Regions from separate parts of the Triticum aestivum genome. Here region 1 is linked to region 2. Evidence: chromatin contacts called from public Hi-C data. All regions are on one chromosome and are shown on one strand. Each heading gives the region's core, a stretch centred on a gene start, on an enhancer-like site or on the middle of the called end of the contact. The rest is flanking DNA. Distances are from core to core; before and after follow the strand shown.

What was found. A called contact is a pair of places that touch in the nucleus more often than the background predicts.
Region 1: a Hi-C map of leaf shows a contact between it and region 2, with 3 times the contacts expected there. The contact joins two enhancer-like sites. A contact is called at or near these places in 4 of 5 Hi-C or Micro-C datasets (leaf and an unstated tissue) and 1 of 1 datasets of contacts at active chromatin or transcription factors (leaf).

What each region holds. Positions count from the first base shown.
Region 1 is chr2A:689,804,103-689,807,988 of IWGSC CS RefSeq v2.1, reverse strand. No RefSeq gene overlaps it. Among protein-coding and RNA genes, the nearest start is that of LOC100049026, 31 kb to the right of the region's middle. Within about 2 kb of position 1,573, at least 5 of the 8 cell types and tissues checked have an H3K27ac peak or open chromatin away from gene starts, as enhancers often do. A contact at or near this core is called in leaf, where this site is marked.
Region 2 is chr2A:689,757,492-689,761,224 of IWGSC CS RefSeq v2.1, reverse strand. No RefSeq gene overlaps it. Among protein-coding and RNA genes, the nearest start is that of LOC100049026, 16 kb to the left of the region's middle. Within about 2 kb of position 1,489, at least 6 of the 8 cell types and tissues checked have an H3K27ac peak or open chromatin away from gene starts, as enhancers often do. A contact at or near this core is called in leaf, where this site is marked.

The sequences.
Region 1 (3,886 bases), core at 324-2,823, 47 kb before region 2:
GGGTACCCATTGCCATCCCTACACAAAACCCCAAAATCTAACGTATCTCTCTCTCTCTCTCTCTCTCTCTCTCTCTCTCTCTCTCTCTCTCTCTCTCTCTCTCTCTCTCTCTCAATTTTAACATGCTCCCTCATACTTCCTTTTTTCACATGAAAGGTAGGAAGGTAAGAGTTAATTAAACACACTACTTAATGCAATCAACGGCTCAGATCTATTTTATATTTTTACCTCTCGTATAAAAAGGGAAGATAAGAAGGAGCATGGAGAGAGACCCATTCAGCTCCTTTTGAATCGCCAACATGGACCAAGAATCTGCAGGCGAAACGAGGTGGTGCCAAGCATTGTGTCGATTAGACAGTAGGCTTATGCAAAAGTTGATCGACTTTTATCTAAAAAAACTCATGGCCAGCAACTTGGCACCAAAACACTCAAAGAGAAAAGCTAGGATGCTCGAACGGTCACGTCCGTTCGGTCTGGGCACGATTCCTCTGCAGCGTCGTCAGACTCCCAAGAGCGGTGCTAATGCCACTGTGCGGCTTGACTGTTCGGCCAACAGAGTCGACGCGAAATGTCGAGAAACCTTGCGAGACCTTTGACAGGTACGCCACGCCGCCTCCCCTGTGCAGTCCTCGAGAATGCCCTGAAGAAAAAGAGAAAGTGAAGGGTGGACTTTGGCGATGTACCCAACTCGGCTGGATGCAGGGAACCATGCTGAATCGTCCGTTCGTCCAACTGTGGATGGACGTTGCCATGTTACCAGTTCAGTGCACGCATCTAAAATCAGAGTTGAAACATGTTATGACACCGTCGTCGTCCTTGTTTCTGCCAGGTGTGTGGGTACTGACGAGTGACGGGCAGAGGTTTCCACATGCTGCCGTGAGTCGCATGCTTCTCGCGCTCGCAGGTTGATCTCTTCAACACCGCGTGCGTTGAAACGGCAATGCCTTTGACATGCGTAGATACCAATTCGTCTAGAAGCATGGGAATACATTGATCATGTATATTCGGAAATAATAAAAAGTCCACGGCGAGCCGGTAATAACCATACCTATATATGTACGCAGTCTGGCACAAGAACCACTAAAGAAACTTTTAGGCCGGCTTTCATCCTTACCACGTCAGAGTTGGCCAACCGGACGCTCATTAGGTCGAAACGGCACGTGCCGGCCATGTTCGGCTTACCAAATCAACAGGAATAGCATGCGGCTCAACTTCAACCTGTGCATGCCAACGACTCCATCCAGAAATGTTTGTTTAGGCGAACCGGCCAAAATTGTCAACCTGGAGTTAGGCCCCACTTGCCATACATAAACTGACATAGCACATCACGCAGCAAGACTCCACTGTGCAGATTCAACTCTCTCTCTCTACAGCCACGTGAAACACCCTCTTTCAGACCCTCAGGAGCGGAAGATTGTCAACCACAGAACGGTAGCACGCGCACGCAGGACCGTCGCCCACAGACGTGCGCGTGTAGGCTCGCACACAGAAAGAATCCTGCCGTGCCGTGCGGACGTGCGCACCACACGTTCACGGAACAAGTGGGGGCGAGCGAACGAGCGCATCAAAAGTCAAACCCGGATCCGATCCCGGCCCACGCGCGGCTCGTGGCCATGGCGACGTCAAGGCCCGAACCGATCGGGAGGCGCCGCGGCCGGCTCGCCACGGGATCCCGAATCGAATTGACCGAATTTTTTTTGCGCAGCGACGAAACCAAATCTCTGGCCGATTCATTGCTGCACGGACGGGCGGTTGGCTGGGCCGGGAAAGGGACGGACGGCCCGGATGAGTTTGTCTGCTCGGGGCCTCCTTCTGGCTGCCGTTGGGAGGTGGCCAGTAGTAGACGCGAATAATGACGCAGCCGCACGGATTAACTAGCGGAATTAAAGCTGGGCGCACGATTAGGTTTGACCTGTCGCTCTTGACAAGTCCGCCATGATTGCTGGCATTTAAGCGAGGAGGTGGGGTCAACTCGTGCAGGTCGATCTTTATCTGCCGTCTTGATGCTCGCGAGGTCTTAATCTTGGTATTTTCTTGAACGAAATGCTCCAGCAAAGCCGGGATGAAACGTGTGGCGATGGGTCTCTACTGTAGAGTTGACATTGGACGTTTCATTACAACTGAGTCTGCACTGTAGGGCTTATCTGTACCTGTAGAGTTGACATTTCATACAAGTGGAGCCGTAGTTTACTGTGTGTGGATACGAGAGGACCAAGAAGTAGTTTGTTGGTGTCTCGTTAATGCAAATTATTCTATCGGCGCAAGCTGACAAAAAATCGTATGAATGCAAAACTAAGAATTTCTTTTTCTTTTTCTTTACGTGGCTTAGAGGGCGCTTGGATACGTTTTAGTCCCATGACTAAAAGTAGCGGGACTAAAACTTGCCAGCCTCATCTATGCTTGGATCCAAATACGAAAATACTAGACAGACGACACTCCATGCACGATGCATGCACGATTTACAATCAGATGGATGTGAAGCACTTTATTCCCTGATTCAATGGCTGGATGTGGAGTGTCGTTCATGCATCGTCCAAAAACGTCGTGTGTATAGCAGCTCTCATCCAAATACTAAAGAGCGTAAAATCAAGTTATTGAGCATTTATTATCCTCCAAACCCTCCAATCCAGAACTCGCATGTGTTAAAGGAGAGGCATTAAATGAGGAGAGAGGGGGCTAATACATATTTTAGTAGGTTTCCTATGACTAAAATTTTTTACCCTCAAGACTAGTCCTAACCTCTCTTTAGTGAGGGGTGCTTGGAACTTTAGCCTCTAAAAGAGACTATTTTTAGTCAGACTAAAAATAGTTCCTTGGATCCAAGCATCCTCTTAATGAAGTTTAAAGTTGTACAAAAATGTACTGTAGGATGAAGAGAGTGTATGACTAGTACAAATAAGTTTATATTTGTGCACGTGTGCCGTGAGGCAGGCCGATGTTCCTGAGGATATCGAGGACCGGGTAGTCGGGACAACAAACTCGGTACTCCTACATGATCGTCATGTTCAACTCAGCAATGTGGTTGATCTACGACATCCCTACCATCAGCGAGATACCGAAATTTCCAGTGATGACACTCGATGTTGGTGTCCTCGTCGTGTTATACGACATGTACACCTTCATCCGAAACGCCGCTAGCCGTTGGCACATCTCGGTTCTCGCTCTGTTCGCCATGGTCATCGTGACCATCACCGTGTTCAGGCTCTTCTTAGGGATGTCAAAGTATCTATAACTGGACTTGACAAATCCAGCCCCTCAAACACCCGCGGACACGACTGGGCGCGTTCCCGGACACTGACCGGTCACATCTCATAGTTGTGTGCTATGCATCCGAGTACATCATATTTCATCCCCTAGATCCATACAAACCATGCAAAAGAAATCCTACGCAAGGTTGTCAGAATTATACGTTTCGACGACTTTATGATTCAAAGTAAGCCCTCTAATTCTACAATTTTAGTTCATAGAATCTACGTTTTCTGCGATCCTGATAGTTAAGATTCTTTGATTCGCGATCCTATCACTAGAGCTCCGATCCGATTCAAAATCGTGATTCTGATAACCTTGATCCTATGTACTACGCACATCACGGTAGCCTAACTACGTTTCGTCGTCGAAGATGTCCACGGCGTCGGTGCCGAGCACCGGGTAGATGGGCGCGTGCGATAGTGTGATGCTCACCCATATACACGAGCATCTTGTCCACGTCCGCGGCGTGCTTCGCCTCCTATTTCGACCAGAGGGAATCGAGGATCACCTGCTGCTTCGCCTGCATATCTGCGTCCCCAATGTCCCCCACGTTGTCCTCTTGCTCCACGTCCTCCTCGCCCTCCTCCTCGTCCAAGTCGACCTCTAGATCCATGGTGATCCGGGCTTCAGGCCTTGC
Region 2 (3,733 bases), core at 240-2,739:
TGAGCCTGTGCTCGCCGCGACCATGGCGGCGGCGGAGAGAATGGTCGGCCCGGGTCGGCAACACCCTAACATGACGAGGGCATACGTCGTAGCTGCCTGCGTGGCCTTGGGGAGGATTGCCTCATTCTGGTCAATGGCGGCCTTGTGCTACGCGGCCGCGTCCTCGGCAACATAGTCGACGACGTCTTTCTTCTCCGCCACAACGGTCTATCAAGCCCTCCTCTTGGCCGATTCAATGTCGAGCCGCGCGACCTCCGTTAGCATGAGCTGTAACCACTCTTTCCTCCTCTTCTTCGTCGCGGGGCGGGCTGTGGTGGCGACGTGGTCGACGGGTTTCTTCGACACGCCGGCCATGGAGGAGGGAGGGGATGGAGGTTGCAGGAGGGTTTTTGGGAAAGGCAGGGAAACTGGGCGCGTTGTGTCCCCGACGGGCGGACTATGGGAGGACAAGGGCGTGCACCCCGTCCGCCCGCGCGTTATCTGTTTTGACGCAAATGCGGCCTTAATTTGGGCCGGGAATGGGTCAACAGCGGAAAAAAGGGATGTTTATCCGTTTGCTCGAGCGCGTTAGGCCGTGATTTGTGTCCTTTTGTCCTTAAACGGACTTAGCGGAACCATTTGTGGTTGCGTGTTGGAGTTGGCCTGTGTAAGCAAGAGACATCCGGGCGGAAGAAAGAGGGGGATAATTCGTGCGAGTGGAGGCGGAATTGTTAAAAGCTGGGGGCAGCCAGAATAATTTGACTTTTGATAGTCATCTCAACTCTCCATTGAGACGCCTTTAATTAGTAGCGCGTTTCCGTCGGTCTTCCAAGTTAAGCTCTCCGTCCACGGGCCTCTGATTGGCTACCGGCTGCGCTAATTGCCTAGCCAGGGCCACATAATTTGACTAATCGCCATGGTTATCTTATGTGGTGCCTAGCTAGGAAGGAAGACCTATCTATACATCTGCTCGGCGACTCGTTCGTTCATTTCTAGAATCAAATATAGCGCCTTGATGGGGCGCCAACAATTGGACCGAACGGAGTTGATTTCCGCCCGAATAGAATAGCACTACTAACAGTATAGTACAGGAGTACTTTGGTTGGGATCATCATCGTGAGAAGGGGACAGATCGCAATGAATTTGTTATTAGTGAAAGAATATATGAAAAAATGGGTCGCCGGACAAGTTGCGGAGGGTGGCGCCCCCACCCCCCAGCAAGTTGGGCGTTGTTTAGCGTTTGTTCGCTCGCCATGTTCTTTTTCGTGGATTCGGATCTGCGAGGTCAAACTGTGCACAGACGTAGGTAGGGCCTGTCTTTTCTTTTTCTTTTTTGCCCTTTTTCAGTGTGTGTCTGGGTAACTGCTCCATTGACAATCGGGTGTTCAGTCAGTGGATGTCAATGACCGAATGACGCTCCGTTTGCAAAATTTGTGCGCGTTCAGTTAAATCGGCCGGTCAAAAGCTACGCCTGCCTCGCTGTAGGAGATGGTAGTACTTTACGCGTGCTGAGCGCGTTCACTTTTGTCTGCACTGTGTCCCTTGACTCGGCGCGGTCCGGCCGCACTGGCCATCGTCGTGCGAAGCAAATTGCCAAATTCTCAGGATTCAGCAACGAACGAGGCAGCATGCGTGCACTCGGGACGGCATGACGTGACGGACATAGGCGCGGAACAAATCCTCGGAACCGCGCGGGCGCGAGACGGCGGACAGAACCGCACGACACAAGAGACGGCACGACCAACGACATGATCGACGGATAAACGGTCAAGTATAAGGCGTCACGGGGTCCGTGCTGTTTTTTTTTTTTAAACAAAGGCTCAAGAAGAGCCCGATTTTAAATTAACAAAGCCATCAACCGGCCAAGATTACAGGACTGCCATTTACAACAAGAAAACAAAGAGCGAAAATAAAGATACATTGTGCTCAGTAGAACAACTCGAACGCATAGAAAGACATCAAACGCCGCTAAGCCGAAACCAGCTAACCTACTAAGGCTATGTGAGGAAGGCACCACCGTGCATGTTTTATGTCACTGATTGCCATCAGAAGGAAAACAGGGGCAACACATGACCTTACTCCGCCTCCGTAAAGGGCCCCTACCCTTTCACCCGGGCTCGACGGGTGCCGCACCGGCGGCCTGCGGAGTGGTTCACCCTAGAACCCAGATCAGCATTCCCAAGCAACCGAAGGAGAGGCACCAGGAACAAACCCACACGAAACAGGGAGCCGAACACCCAGTCACCGTTGCCGGCAGCAGCAAGGCAGAGCACCGGACGAGAGTTGTCGAGACGAAGGCGCTGAAAACCCCGGAGAAGGCCAAGAGTATGCAGCACCACGCATCGGTCAAGGATAGGAGGCACCATAGCCTATGGCACGAGAGAGGGACCCCGATCCCCTCGCACCAGCGGCTGAAGCCCTCCACACCTGGCCCCGAGCAAGTTGCCGAAGATGAAGATCAGGCCAATACAATCCGCCGTCGAACCACCACCGACTCCACCACCACTTGAGCACTTCCCAGACGACGCCTTCAGGAAGGTTCACGCCACCAAGGTGCCGTCGTCGCCATGAAACGAGGAACTTAGGCTTTCACCCGAGCTGCTGGGTGGGGTGGGAGGTGCAGGAAGCCCAACGAAACCTTCAGCAAGGAGAACGGCGCCCAAAGGCGACATCTTCAGTGTGGCCGCCGCGCCGGCCAAGGGTTTCCCCCGGATCCGCACCCAACCACCAGATCCGCACACCCGGTATCCAGAAAACAGCGGCCGGAGCCACCAGGGACAGGGGGCGGCGCGAATCGGAGCAGATCGAGGATGAGGACGCCGATTCTCCAAGGTACAGCCGGCCTACGAGGAGCTGCTGCAGCCGCCGACGCCCGCCGCCACCATGCCGCCCGCCCGACCGGGGAGGCGACCCACCTGCACCCTGCGGCGCCGCCCGCCGCACAGGCCACGCCGCTGGCCGCCGCCCGGGGCCGCCGCCCCGGATGCCGAGGCTCTCCACGCAAAGTGGATCCTCCAAAGTCCCCGCCGCCACCTTCATGGGTGCCGAGCGGCCACGCCGCTGGCCACCTCTGGCGGCGGCGGAGGGAGGGAGGGGGGCGGGGGGACTAGGCGGCGGCGGCTAGGGTGGGCCCTCGAGTCGGCTCGGAGGAGACGACGCGGGGGAGGGGGGGAGGGCACCACAGCGATTCTTAATTTGATGGAAACAGTTTGGTCCGTGCTGCTCCGTGGGGACTCCGCGAAGTCCCAGGAGAATCATAGGCCATTCCAGCATCAAACCGCTACGACATTTCCTATTTGCGGGTCAGTGTTTTTTCTTTCTTTCAGGATCTCTGTGCGGCAAACTGTGGACCTATCGCGTGGGTCACGAGCAAAAGGACTCAACTGGGCCGGCCCAGTTAAAGCCCTCCAGATACCTGTTTCGGAAACTTCTAGAAGCTTTCGGATTTTTTTCCATTTACAGATTTATTCCTTTTCTCTTCTCCCTTTCGTTCAAATTTTTTCGTAATGGTTTGATCTTTATTAAAAAAATGTGTAAAAGTATGAAAAAAACGAACTCCTATTCAGGAAAATGTTGTTTTTCATAATAATGTTCGGTTTTCAAAAAATATTCCCAAATTTGGGAAAACTGTTCAAATTTTAAAAATCCTTCTGAATTTTCATAAATAATAGACAAACTGAACTCATGTTTAATCTTTTGCTTCAAATTCTTTTACCCATGTTTTATTTTGAAAAACAAATGAAAAAAATATACT